2 separate regions of the Macaca mulatta genome follow, and region 1 is linked to region 2. A link is a contact called in public Micro-C data. All regions are on one chromosome and are shown on one strand. The core of a region is the stretch at or near the end of the contact, and the rest is flanking DNA. Distances in the headings are between cores, read along the strand shown.

Region 1 (6,578 bases), core at 2,806-5,305, 130 kb after region 2:
ATAAACCACTCCCCATTCCCTACATACATCTTTGACTTAACACTGACTTACACAGGTCTCTGCCTAAAAAATCATTCCTCCATTCAAAGCTTGCCAATATTTTTTAAAGCCAGCTAAATACCTCCTTCTTCATGAAGGTTTCCCCGACTCCCTGTCTGAACTCCCATAAGTGCACCTCTTAGGGGACTTACTGCTTTCTCATACGAATTATTATTAGTTACCCCCCAACACGAGAACAAGCTACTTATAGACAGGTTCTGTGTTTACCTTTTTACTGCCCATAACTGATCACAATAGTCACTGGAAGTTTAAATAACTGAAACCGAAACTATTACTCCAGGAAGAGTCTCCAATCAGGTACCATGGGAAGGAAGACAGAGGTAACTGCAGTGTATCACGCATGTGAACATCTACCAGTGGTCTTTAAAACCCAATGTCACACTACTGTCATCTCTACATGCTAAAATATGTCTAATTTCACTTGTATTTTCTTTTGGCCAGGATGCTTAACACTGGTTTAAACTGCCTACAACACAGCTCCCAAGTGTAATAGCATTTGCAAATATTGATCCTATGCTCACTACTGTAGTGAATAGAAAGTCCTTTGTCTACAGAACTCTAACACAGCTATAAGCAAGAACTCTCAAAGAGCAAATCTAAGATTAAGCAAATCCAAGAGGCAATCTGAATTATAGTTCATAATTTTAAAATCAAGTATAAAACCTTCTCTGAATCTGAAATCACAAAATTTTGATAAAGAGAAATGGGGAAAAGTATCTGGGATGTAAAGCAAGTTTTTAGACATATGATGCTGAGAATCATCTGGCTAAATATCACTAAAGTATATATTTCTACTCATAAATCCTTACTGTGTAGAACAAAAAAAAAACAGAAAGAGAAAAACCTCTGGGAAGCACAAATAGCTGTGGAACTATTCTTATTTTTTTAATCTACTATGTCTAACAAGACTCGTGAACTTATTTCCAAGTCCATAGTGAACTATGTGCAAAATATGTGGTGAGAGGCTGCCCACACATGCTGAAAGCGGAGAAAAGTAAAAGTTGCCAGCCTAACGGTAGAGTAAGACAGAGGGAAAAAATTTGAAGAGTAAACTCAAGAGCTCAAAAAGCAGAGCAGCCTGAGAGTAAAGGGGGCAAAAGTTCCTACAAAGCTGGCGGGGTCTTCATGGCTTCACCATGTTACAGCACAACACAATAATTAATCTTCACTATGTGAAATCTTAGTTATCAAGTAAATTATGTTAGTTTGTTAGAGAAGTTGTGACAGCATTTAGAAAGGCATTATCCAAAAGCTGTGCTCTTTAGAGATAACCCTTAATTCCTTAGAAAATTAAATTGTGTGGAATATTCCATTTCTTTTACACACAGAATGAAGATTTTACTCCTTTATGCCAAATCATTTTGTATCTTCTTGATTAAAATGACTATCAATATTTGTGATTACGAGCTTGGACTTAACAACTCATACAAACAATGGCAGCACTAAGCAACACAGCAACTCCAGCACTTCCTTACACTTCTTTAAAAGTAACAAGTTCCTAGCACTGAAAGCACTTGCCTTTTTTTAGGTTCTTAAATCTCAGGCACTAAATATAAAGTAAATTTCAAGAAAATTAATTTAACTCCAGACACTCAAAAGTTAATTCTGAGTGCTAACTTTGGTTTTCTCTTCTTCTAATTTTTAGTCATCTAATTCCTGGTAACACTAAAAATAAGGATATAAGATTTCTCATTATCAAAATCATCCTGTCATCACTACTCCTATCAAGGATGGTAATAATGTGATTCTTCTGAATTGATATAATTATCAAAGAACATCTCAGAAAACTTAGGCAGGCTAACAGAGATTAAAGTTATCACAGCTACAAAATGACAGCAGAAATTGGTCTGATTTCTAGTTAAGTATGCATCTACCATTTATCAAAAAGTTCACAATCCAAATGAAAATTTAAACGAAGTGCATTATCTTAACTTGTTATATAAAAAGACTGTTTCACCATCTTTGATACAAAGTGATGTGAATGGGGCTTGTGGAAGCCTGCATGATGGTGGATTTGCACTCACTCGTCCATGCTCAACTGACCTCGATTGTGAGCAAATCTGAAAGACCAGCAACAACCATAGAAAAACGGTGGAACTAACCGGCTCTAACAACACGCTGGCAGCAGCACTACCCATTCCAACGGGCAAAATCCACCACAAACTACTAAGCGCAGTTTGGAATCCCAATTAGGCACTTAAAAAAAAAAGCACAAAACCTGCAGTGGGTAGGGCCTATTCATTTAGGCATCCAACAGCCTTCCAGCTTTTCAAAGACATTGACAGGATTATTCCTGAATTTGTCAAACATAACAAAGTATTCTGAATGAATATTCTCTAATAATTGCATATAACTATAAACAGAAAAATGACAGGCCAGAAAAACACCATTCTAAGTCTTAACAAACCTTTCCTAAAAAATTAGCCAAATAAAAGTTCAAAGGTTTTTTCTTGACTAGAGACATTTAAAAGTGTTATTTTGGGACGTTACCTGTAAAAAAAAAAAAAAAAAAAAACATTAGTTTGAACCTGACAGATTATAATAAATTTCAAAAAATTTGAAGTGGAAGTCTACATTAAATGACACAGGAATTTAAAGTCAGAGTACATAGGATACACAAGATTTACATCAGTATTCATCTTAATTATGATCAAGCAGCCCAAAGTTAGAATTTCAAAGTTCCCAAAAATCGATAGTTAAAATGGTTTTCTCCAAATTCTTTTGCAAGATGAAGTCTTCATAAAAAAAAAAAAAAAAAAAAAAAAAAAAAACAGAAAAAGTACAAACTACAGAACCTGCCTGCATTATCTACAGTTAACCTAAAGCTCTCTAAGCAGACACATAACCAGGAAAATCAATATACCATGGTATTAGGTACACCTTGCATTCATATATATACTACAATGCATTCTTCATGTTGTTACTGATTTATCTTCCAACTCCCTGAAGAAAGCTTCGGAGTACAGAGAACTTGGCCTTTAGCAATCCATCACCAATCCAATTCTTAGGGGAAAAGAGTCCAGAAGAGACAAAGGAGGCAGGGAACCCACCAAACAAAAGGAAAAGGCGGCGAAGGTCAGGTGCGAAAGCATTTGATAGACAAGTTTTGAAAAAACTCAATTCCAATTCTACAGATGCTCGGTAAGTGGGAAGGGAGGGTGGCTAAAAAGATTCAATAATACTTCTTATTAGCAGGGGGGAGAAAGGATTAAAAGCCTAATTTCTGCCTTTTCTCCAAAAATATAAGTTAATCAAGCCCTAGCAGTTCCGAAGCAGTGATTATCCAAGACTTGTCAGGAAACCCCGTGCTCGGCTTTGGCAGCCAGACAGACCCGGGGAAGCGGCCGAGGCGGAATAGGAAATGCAACCGCGAGGCCTGCACCGTCCCCTCCGCCTCGGGTGCTAGTTTCCAACCCGGAGAGGTCACTGGCCCAAAGTGGGGAGCGGGAGCCTCGGCCCGGGCCGCCTTCTCCCTCCACTCCGCTTCCGCAAGGGGGAAGCGCAGCGGCCGGGCTCCGCCGTTACCCCGCCCGGAGCCTCGCGGCCCGCATCTCCATTTCCCCGCCTGCCCCTCACACTGGGAGTCGCCCGATCGTCCCGGGACGCGGGGCGCCCCCAAACCCGCCCGTGCCCCCAGCCACGACTCCCGTCCCGAAAACCACGGCTGACTGCAGAACGAAACCCCCCAGGAGCTGCGACCCGCGGGCCGTGCAGGAGCCGGGGATGCGCCCGCCCCGGCTGCTCAACCCCGGCCCCTCAGCCCCGGCGCCCACCGTCAGGCCAGTGCCCAGCACGATCACGTCGTACTCCTCATTCATGGCGGGGCAGTGGCGGACGCAGAACCAGAGAAAGGAAAAGGCGCAGGGGCTCGGTGACCACCCTACGAGGCTGGGAGGCGCTCTCGGGCGCGAAGGAAACGGGAAGAGAGGAGAGGAAAATGGAGCTGGCGACAAGGCGAGACCTGCCGCCACCTCAGACGGGAAGCGAAGAACCGGGCGGGGAGAAAAGGGGAGGGGGCAGGGAGGGGAGGGCGGTGACTGAGCCTCCGCAGCCGGGGCGGGGCCTGCAGGCGCCGGGAGGGCCGCCAATCAGGCGCTTCCGGCACTCTAATTGGTTTTGTCCCCGTCACTCGCCCAACTTTTTTTCTTCCCCGCCTCTCGCGAGAGGAAAAGGGAGGGGCGTCGCCATTTTGGCTTCCGGTTCCCTTTGCGGTTTCTGCCACCGGGGTCTGGGAGGCGGCGCGTGGACCGGGGTGGAGGCGCACGGGACCGCGGGAGGGGAGTACTGCCGGCCACCACGGTTCTGACTCCCGCCGTCGGGGCGGGAGCTCGCTCGGTCCAAGGTCCCAGAGCCGGACCGCCGTCCTTGGACTTTGAGCGGGTGCTTGCGGCGGCCACGTGGGCGAGGAACGTGGGTCCGGCCGCCTCTCGCGGGTAGCGGCCTTGGTTCCTCCCGCGGGGCTGGGCTCGCCGGGGCCCGGAGCCCGCCGGGAAGAGTTCGGAAATCACACGTGTCCTGTTTCCCGCTCTGTGCCTTCCCTGTTTGGTGCGTTGCCGGTGGGCGCTTTAGGAAAGTGGTAGGAGGAAAAGCGGCTTCTTTTGCTAAAAGGAACCCTTAACGGAGATGAAAGTGAAGGCCAGGTTTCATTGGGAAGCCGATCCGCACTTACCCAGGGCTATAACTTAAAGCCACTGTAAACGTGGTAGCTGATCCTTGGATGCAAAGGTTTAGGCCCTAAGCTTAGAAACTGTACCTTGCTTGCCTTTTAACCCCCTCCTCTTTTTCTAGAATTCTCTTAGGAATCTCTAACTTCATTGAGGACACGGGTGTAAGCAGAAGCTGTGTTCTCAGCTCCAAGAGGCAAATCCCACGAAAGCCTAGGCAGGTGAATTTCCTAAAGGCGATGACAGTTGGAAAACCTGTGTTTTCAGCACGTGATAAATCTGCATAGTCAGCAGACAATGAAGATTTGGCATTCAAGAACTACTCAAATACTTCTCGGTAATAGCTATCATGAGCCTGCCTTGATAGACCGAACTTGCTCATATTTAAATCATCAAGATTGAGGAGAGAATGTAACAACTTTTAAAAATGTTTCTTAACCCGTAAATACTTGGAGAAGATGTGTTATATTGGACCATGGACCTTTTGCAAGGGGAGGGGAGAAGAAAGCAAAAGTAAAGTTTAAATTTATATTCAACCTTAATTTGATTGTGTATATTTGTCACCAAATAAATTAGTGCAAAGTTGACCATACAACTGATTATGCAACAGTGAGTGTAACTGACTTTTCTTTTGGCTAAGCTAATGATGACTAAAGAAAGTCCTTCTGTTGCTCTGTCTTCAAGTCATCAGGGGGTCATACTATACACTACCTGTATTTTTGGACCAATATGAAATACCTTTTTTTTTTTTTTTCCCCTGAGACGATCTCGCCCTGTCGTCCAGGCTGGAGTGCAGCAGTGCAATCATGCCTCACTGCAGCCTTGATCTCCTGGGCTGAAGCCATCCTCCCACCTCAGTCTCCCGAGTAGCAGGGACAAGAGGTACAGGCCACCACACCTGCCTACTGACCCTTTTTTTTTTAATTAGCAATAACAATAAAGAGCTTTTATCACAATTGCCATCAGCCTCTGACTGTTGAAGAGAAATTTAAGGATGTCAACTGAATTATGTTAACCATATTTCAGGTGAAGACTGTTTCATCAATACTCAGAGTTCTGAGAAACTTAAAGACACTGAGATAAGGGAAGTCAATTTAAGGCTAATAAGGATCCCTTCCTTACTTAACACTGAAGTTCATTTTAGTTGGCAGTATAGAACCTATGGCCCAACAGAAGGACAACAATCAAACCTGGACTGAGCCTTAACGGACTGAGTGCATCTAAAATGCTGTACTTGGGCCACACACAGTGGTTCACGCCTGTAATCCCAACACTTCGGGAGGCTGAGATGGGAGGATCACTTGGGGCCAGGAGTTCAAAACCAACCTGTGGTGTACAGCGTAGGTAACAAACTGAGACACCGTCCCTATAAATTAGCTGGAGGTTGGGCACGATGGCTCACGCCTGTAATCCCAGCACTTTGGGAGGCCGAGGCAGGCGGATCACAAGGTCAGGAGTTTGGAGTTTGAGACCAGCCTGGCCAATATGGTGAAACCCCATCTCTACTGAAAATACAAAAATTAGCTGGTCGTGGTGGCACGTGCCTGTAGTCCCAGCTATTCGGGAAGCTGAGGCAGAAGAATTGCTTGAACCAGGGAAACAGAGGCTGCAGTGAGCCAAGATCCCGCCACGCCACTCAACGCCTGAGCAACAGAGTGAGACTCCGTCTCAAAAAAAAAAAAGGGGCAGTCTGGGCGCGGTGGCTCACGCTTGTAATCCCAGCACTTTGGGAGACTGAGGCAGGTGAATCACAAGGTCAGGAGTTCAAGACCAACCTGTCGAAGATGAAACCCTGTCTCTACTAAAACTACAAAAATTAGTCGGGAGTGGTGTCAGGCGTCTGTAATCCCAGCT
Region 2 (6,469 bases), core at 1,365-3,864:
TGCCTTGTGATAAATCATGGAGTTGTACATTCTGGTTTTGTACACTATTAAAATAGTTATATTTCACTCCCTACTTCCACAGTCAGCCTTCTTCTGTTCTTGAATAGGTTTGATTTCACTTTTCAAGTCCTTTGCACTTGCTTTTCCTTCTGCCTGGAAAGCTCTTCCTCCATGTATTCCAGGCTTTGGTTCTATCAGTTTTGATCTTTAGGGTTTGACCTCAAATGTGCCCATTTCAGTAAGATCTTGTAGTTCTACTGCTTCCGTCCTTGGCCTCCAGCCCCCAGTCCCATCCACTAGCATTTCCAGTGAGTTTTCATGGCATGTATTATTATCTGAAATTCTATTTTGTCATGGCGGTGATTTACCTGTGTTTGTGACTCACCTCTGCAATAAATTCCATAATGGGCAGGGTCCTTATCTATCTTGTTCATGATTGTAAAACCAGTGTCTATTACAGCACCTGGTTACGGTAAACAGTAAACACAATGACTGAATCTCTTCGTATTACCAGAACGGTGCTTGACTCATGATACATGTTCATTAGCACTTAATCTCTCTCATTGGTACAGTCATATGTCACTTAATGTTTCAGTTAACAAGAGACCACATATCCAACAGTTATCTTATATGATTATAATAGAGCTGAAAAGTTCTATTGCCTAGTGATGTTGTAGCCATCTTATTTTCATAAAACACATTACTCATGTGTTTGAGGTGATGCTGGTGTAAATGAATCTGCTGCACTGCCAGTCACATAAAAGTACAGCACACATGACCAGGCGCAGTGGCTCACACTATAATCCCAGCACTTTGGGAGGCCAAGGTGAGCAGATGACCTGAGGTCAGGAGTTAAGACCAGCCTAATCAACATGTCAAAACCTTGTCTCTACTAAAAATACAAAAATTAGCTGGGTGTGGTGGTGGGTGCCTATAATCCCAGCTACTTGGGAGGCTGAGGCAGGAAAACCGCTTGAACCTGGGAGGTGGAGGTTGCAATGAACTGAGATCATGCCACCGAACTCCAGCCCTGGTGACAGAGTGAGACTGAGTCTCCAAAAAAAAAAAAAAAAGTATAGCATACACAGTTATGTACAGTGCATAATACTTGATCATGATCACAGACTATGTTACTGGCTTATTTATTTACTATACTTTTATCGTTTAGAATGTACTCCTTTTTTTTTTTTTTTTAAGTTAATTGTAAAACAACCTCAGGCAGGTTCTTCAAAAAGTATCCAGAAGAAAGCATTGTTATCATAAAAGATGACAACTCCATGCATGTAGTTGCCCTTGAAGACCCTCCAATGGGACAAAATGGAGGCGAAGACAATGATATCGACTCTCCAGATGCTGTGTAGGCCTAGGCTAATGTGTGTTTGTGTCTTAGTTTTTAACAAAAAAAGTTTAAAAAGTAAATTAAAAATTAAAAAAATAGAAAAAAAACTTACAGATTAAGGATATAAAGAAAATATTTGTGTGCAGCTGTACAATGTGTTTAAGTCTTATTACAAAAGAGTCTTAAAAAGTTTTTAAACATTTTAAAAAGTTAAAAAGTTACAGTAAGCTAAGGTTAACTATGAAAGAATTTTAAAAAGTAAATTCAATGTAGCTTAGGTATACAGAGTTTATGAAGTCTACAAGAGTGTACAGTGATGTCCCAGACCTTTACATTCTCACTGTTCACTCACAGACTCACCCAGAGCAACTGCCAGTACTGCAAGCTCCATTCATGAGAATGCCTTACACAGGTGTACCATTATCTTTTATACTGTATTTCTATTGTACCTTTTCTATGTCTAGATATGCTTATACAAATACTTACCATTGTGTTATAATTTCTACAGTATTCAGTACAATAACATATAGCATGGGTTTGTAGCCAGGAGTAATGAGCTATGGCTTATAGCATTAGTATGTAGTAGGTTATGCTTCTAGGTTTCTATGATGTTCACTCAAGGACCAAATTGCCTAATGAGGCATCTCTCTCATAAGGTGTCCCTACAGTTAAGCAATGTCTGCATGACTATTTATCATGGGCAAGGATAATAAACCTGAACTTATTGATGGTCACTTTATTTATGGTTACCGTAGCTCTCTGTGCATGTGTTATAAATTTCTAGAGGTGCTTTCCTAGGGGTAACAGCCACGCCCGCTATATGGATTAAAACAAGGGCAAGATTTCGGAAATGTTGCATTTGGGCCAGACAAATCAACTGTTCTTGCAGCAGCAGCAGAAGCAACAGAGGGAAACGCAGACAGCGGCGAAGGCGCCTGAGGGCGACCACGTGGACCACTGCCAGAGCACGCTAGGTCAGCCCAGAGGTCCTCTCCCGCCTCTTCCCAAGGGCATCTTCCGCATCCGGTTAGGGGTCGCCATCGCGAGACGCCACGCGTTCGCAGGGATCGGGGCCCAATCAGGAGCGAGCTGTGGCCTTACGCCTGCGCAGAGGGGAGACGCGAGCGCCGCGTGGACGCTGACCTCGGTCCGCGCCTGCGCCTTGGTTTCTTCCAGGCGATTGGTTCCCATCTCTGAGGGGGACGCCTCACTTCAGTTTTCACTTTCTTTTTTTGCCCCCTCTCCCCTTTTCTTTTCCTTTGGCCGCGAGGTTTTACTTCCGGTGGCTAGCGCCGGTCAGCGAGAAAGTCGACATGTTCTCGCAGGCTGCCGGGCGTCCCGGGGTTGCCTCTCGCCTGAGACCCTGACGGGAGACAGAGCGCGGACAGGCGTGGCGTCCCTGTCAGCGCCCGCGGCGAGGACCCCGGGGCCGGGGCGGACGGCGTGCCCCTGAGGGGGCTCCCTGCGGGAGCGCGGAGCCGGCGACTGGTGCTTCCCACGTGCGCAGGTGTCGCGAGGGCCGGGGAGGACGCAGAGCACGGCCGGGAGAAGCATGGGAAGGAGGCCAAGCCGGGATCTCAGGTCCTCGGGGGCGGCGGCCAAGCCAAGCACGGGTAAGTCCCTCCCCGGCCTGGGCGCCCGGGAACCCTGCGAGGAGGACGGCGGTCTCCGAGGCTGAGCGCTCGGGCAGCTGCCGGGGCTTGGCTGCGAGGGTCGGCGCGTTCTCCTCATCTTTTGCGGCGCTCCAGGTGAGGGGGTGGGAGGGGTCGGCGCCTTCTAGATGAGTCGACCTTCTGTCCTGCGCTACAACTTGTGGCCGCGCTCGGTGTCGGCGGCAGAGAGGTCGTAACCCTGTCGTCTTGCCCCTTTTTGAGGCGTTTCGTTTGCGTCGGCTGTCGGGGGACAGCTTCGTCCTCAGGGATATGATGATAAGTTCTTGGCTGAAGTTTCGGTCTTCGGGTTTGCACCGGCTGGGAAATCATTTCCTGCGGGTTCTTCATGGCAATGCGCCACTTTTTCTTTAGAGGGTAAAACAGGTCTCTCCGTAGGGAGGGTCATTTTAGCAGCAAACCCCAGCCGTGCAGGAGCGTTAGGAGAACTTGGTCCGAGCAGCCCAGAAGTTTGTCTGAAGGCGGCGCCAGGCAGCGTTTCGTGGGAGAACTGGGTTGATGACTCTGAAATTTTGAGGAAGATTACTTTGGGAATTCTCCAGTTTCTCTTAATCGCTTACTCTTCCTTATTCTCCCTGTAAGGTAAAATTAGAGTAGTAAAGTTTATGAAAGTGTATCCAAAACTTAAATATGTGGCATACAACTGTATGCTATTATTGGAATAGCTTTCGCGATCCGAGAGTCTACAGTGTTCCCTGAATAAAACTAGGGGTGAGCCTGGCGGTAATCCTGCCTAGGAGGTTTGTAACAAAGCAGTGTCCCCTAATGGGGCAAGAATACCCTTGTGTTGAAAAACTGCCTTATAGGAATGGCTGGCTGTATGCAGTATGTCCAGTACTGTACATCAATAAATAACTAAGCCAGGCCAGAAAAAGGGTGACAGAAAGTCCACAGTTACTTTAAGGAAGACAAAGACGGTATATTCGAAATTTTGTGTATACAGAACATTTGCCCAAATGTAACTAATTTTCTTTAAAGGGAGGTTATAAGCATCTCCTGTGGTCCAAACATAGTTGTTAAAATGGGTTAAAATCGGTGAAGTGCCTAAGAACTTGACTGAGACATGGTGTTTGTTAAATACAGTATATCTATTTAGTAAAAATAGATCGATACGGCATGTATTTATCAAGTGAATCTTCTTCTATTGGTAGACATTCAAGTTATTTTCAAGATATCCCTATAACTGACAATACTGCAGTGATTATCTCTTGCCGTTATAGACAGTGCTTCAGGTGGTCATGATAGTATTTCTGTAGAATTGATTCTTTATGCGAGTGCTGGATAATAATGTTGCTAAATTGCCCTGAAATGATTGTACCTTTTTGTGTTCACTTGCTCAAAAGATGTGTTTTTATTCCATGCTAGCCAGCACTGGATGATAATGGTATTTTTAAAATATCTTAGCCACCTAGTAATTGAAAGTAGCATTCTGTTTTAATTTTTATCTTCCTTGGCGAATACAAAAGTTAAGTCTTTTTAGCCAGGTCATATCATTTGCTGATGTTTTTATTGGGTCTGAGCTCTCTTTTCTTTCGCCCATGTAACTGTTGCCATAGAATTTAATTATCATAGTTTTATAATATATTTTGGTACTTTCTTTTGAAAAAGAGCTTTGGGTTTTGTTTTTTGTTTTTTGTTTTTTTTGCATTTTTTTTTTCCAGAAGAAATTATAACTTTTTAAGTCCTATAGAAAATCTTGGGATATTGTTTGTGATGGTGTTGAATTTATAATTTGAAGAGACATTCATTTGAGTTTTTCTTTCTAGGAGAATATATGCATCTCCCTTTTTCTTCTTTAAAAATTTTTATTGTGAAATATGCCGTTAATATGTACTGACAAAGTGTATCTGTAATAAATATGCTTTTTTGTCAGTACATATTAATGGCATCTTTCATAACAAAAATTAATAAAAGCCTAATTTAAAAGCTTTAGAAACTTTAGTTAGTTTAGAAACCTTTTGTGTGTTTCTACCCCAAGAGGAATGCGTTCCCTGCCCCCCATTACAATGGCCATTATTAATTTTGTGTTAATTATTCCCTTGCCTTTTTAAACAGTTTTATCACCTATATGGGTATCCTTAACTATCATTGTTTACTGTTACCTGTTTTTGAACTTTAAATAAAGTCATATTCTGTATTCTATGAGTTGCTTTTGTTAAGCATTGTGTTTCTGAGATTCACTCATGTTAAAGCACGTGCCTATAGTTTAGCAATTTAGAAACTTTATTCCCAGGACCCCTTTACACTTTTAAGAACCATTGAGGGGGCCAGGCATGGTGGCTCACGCGTGTAATCCCAGCACTTTGGGAGGCCAAGGGAGGCGGATCACTTGAGGTCAGGAGTTAGAGACCAGCCAGGCCAACATGGTGAAACACCATCTCTACTAAAAATACAAAAATTAGCTGGACGTGGTGGTGGCAGGTGCCAGTAGTCCCAGCTACTCGGGAGGCTGAGACAAGAAAATCACTTGAACCTGGGAGACAGGTTGCAGTGAGCCAAGGCTGTGCCACTCTACTGCTTGACATAGTGAGACTCCGTCTCAGAAAACCACTGAAGATCCCAAAGATCTTTTGTTTATTGGATTATATCAATTGATAATTACCATATTAGATATTAAAACTGATCAACTTGAAATGTATGTTTATTTATTGATACCTTTAAATATAATAACCCATTACATCTTAACATATTTTATCCCCCCAAAATTAGTGATAAGAATGGGATTTTTGTACATTTTTGCAAATATGCTGAATGTCACCTTTAATGACTAGAGTCTCATCTGCTTTTGTATTCATTGTGTTGCCATGTATTATTTTAGTTGAAGTACATGAAGAAAATCCAGCCTCATTCAGCTGAGTAGTTAGAAAAGAGACAAATGTTTTAATCTTTTCAGATGATTATGTTCTTTTTTGATACTTATCAAAACCTAACAGTTTTGTGTTTTTGTTTCTGTTTTGTTTTTTAGGACAGTGTCTTGCTCTGTTGTCCAGGCTAGAGTGCAGTGATGAGATCGTAGCTCACTACAGCCTTCAATTCCTGGGCTCAGACAATCCTGCCTCAGCCTCCTGAGTAACTAGGACTACAGGCACACACTACCAGGCCCAGCTAATTTTTAATTTTTTTTTTTTTTTTTGTAGAGACGGAGTCTTGCTATGTTGCCCAAGCTAGTCTTGAACTGCGGGCCTCTAGCAGTCAGTCCTGCCTCAGCCTGCCAAAGCACTGGGACTGTAACATCCAGCCCCTAACAATTTGTTAAACGTTAGCTGCAGTATAGAATTGGAAATCGTATGAATGAACTTCTCATGCTCTAACATTAAAATCCAGTGGCCTGCCTTGCACTTTCAAGGGCTCTTTTACCTACACATGGGTCACTTGGAAAATATTGGTTCACTGAATTATGCAGCTCTTTCACATGATGACACATTTCATTATATAATTTCAGAAAATTGGTTGGTTGTGT

The links. A called contact is a pair of places that touch in the nucleus more often than the background predicts.
Region 1: a contact with region 2 is called in a Micro-C map of CD4 T cells, with 5 times the contacts expected there. The contact joins the promoter of GDI2 here to the promoter of TASOR2 in region 2. A contact is called at or near these places in 2 of 14 Hi-C or Micro-C datasets (CD4 T cells and cortical neurons).

What each region holds. Positions count from the first base shown.
Region 1 is chr9:7,370,284-7,376,861 of T2T-MMU8v2.0, forward strand. It overlaps GDI2 (GDP dissociation inhibitor 2), which reads right to left and starts at 4,056. Exons shown (of 11, transcript NM_001258168.1): 1 at 3,834-4,056. The coding sequence starts at 3,878. It overlaps LOC107000022 (a long non-coding RNA gene), which reads left to right and starts at 4,246. Exons shown (of 2, transcript XR_001446964.3): 1 at 4,246-4,605; 2 at 4,849-5,331.
Region 2 is chr9:7,242,563-7,249,031 of T2T-MMU8v2.0, forward strand. TASOR2 (transcription activation suppressor family member 2) reads left to right here and starts at 2,615. Exons shown (of 24, transcript XM_077945678.1): 1 at 2,615-2,952.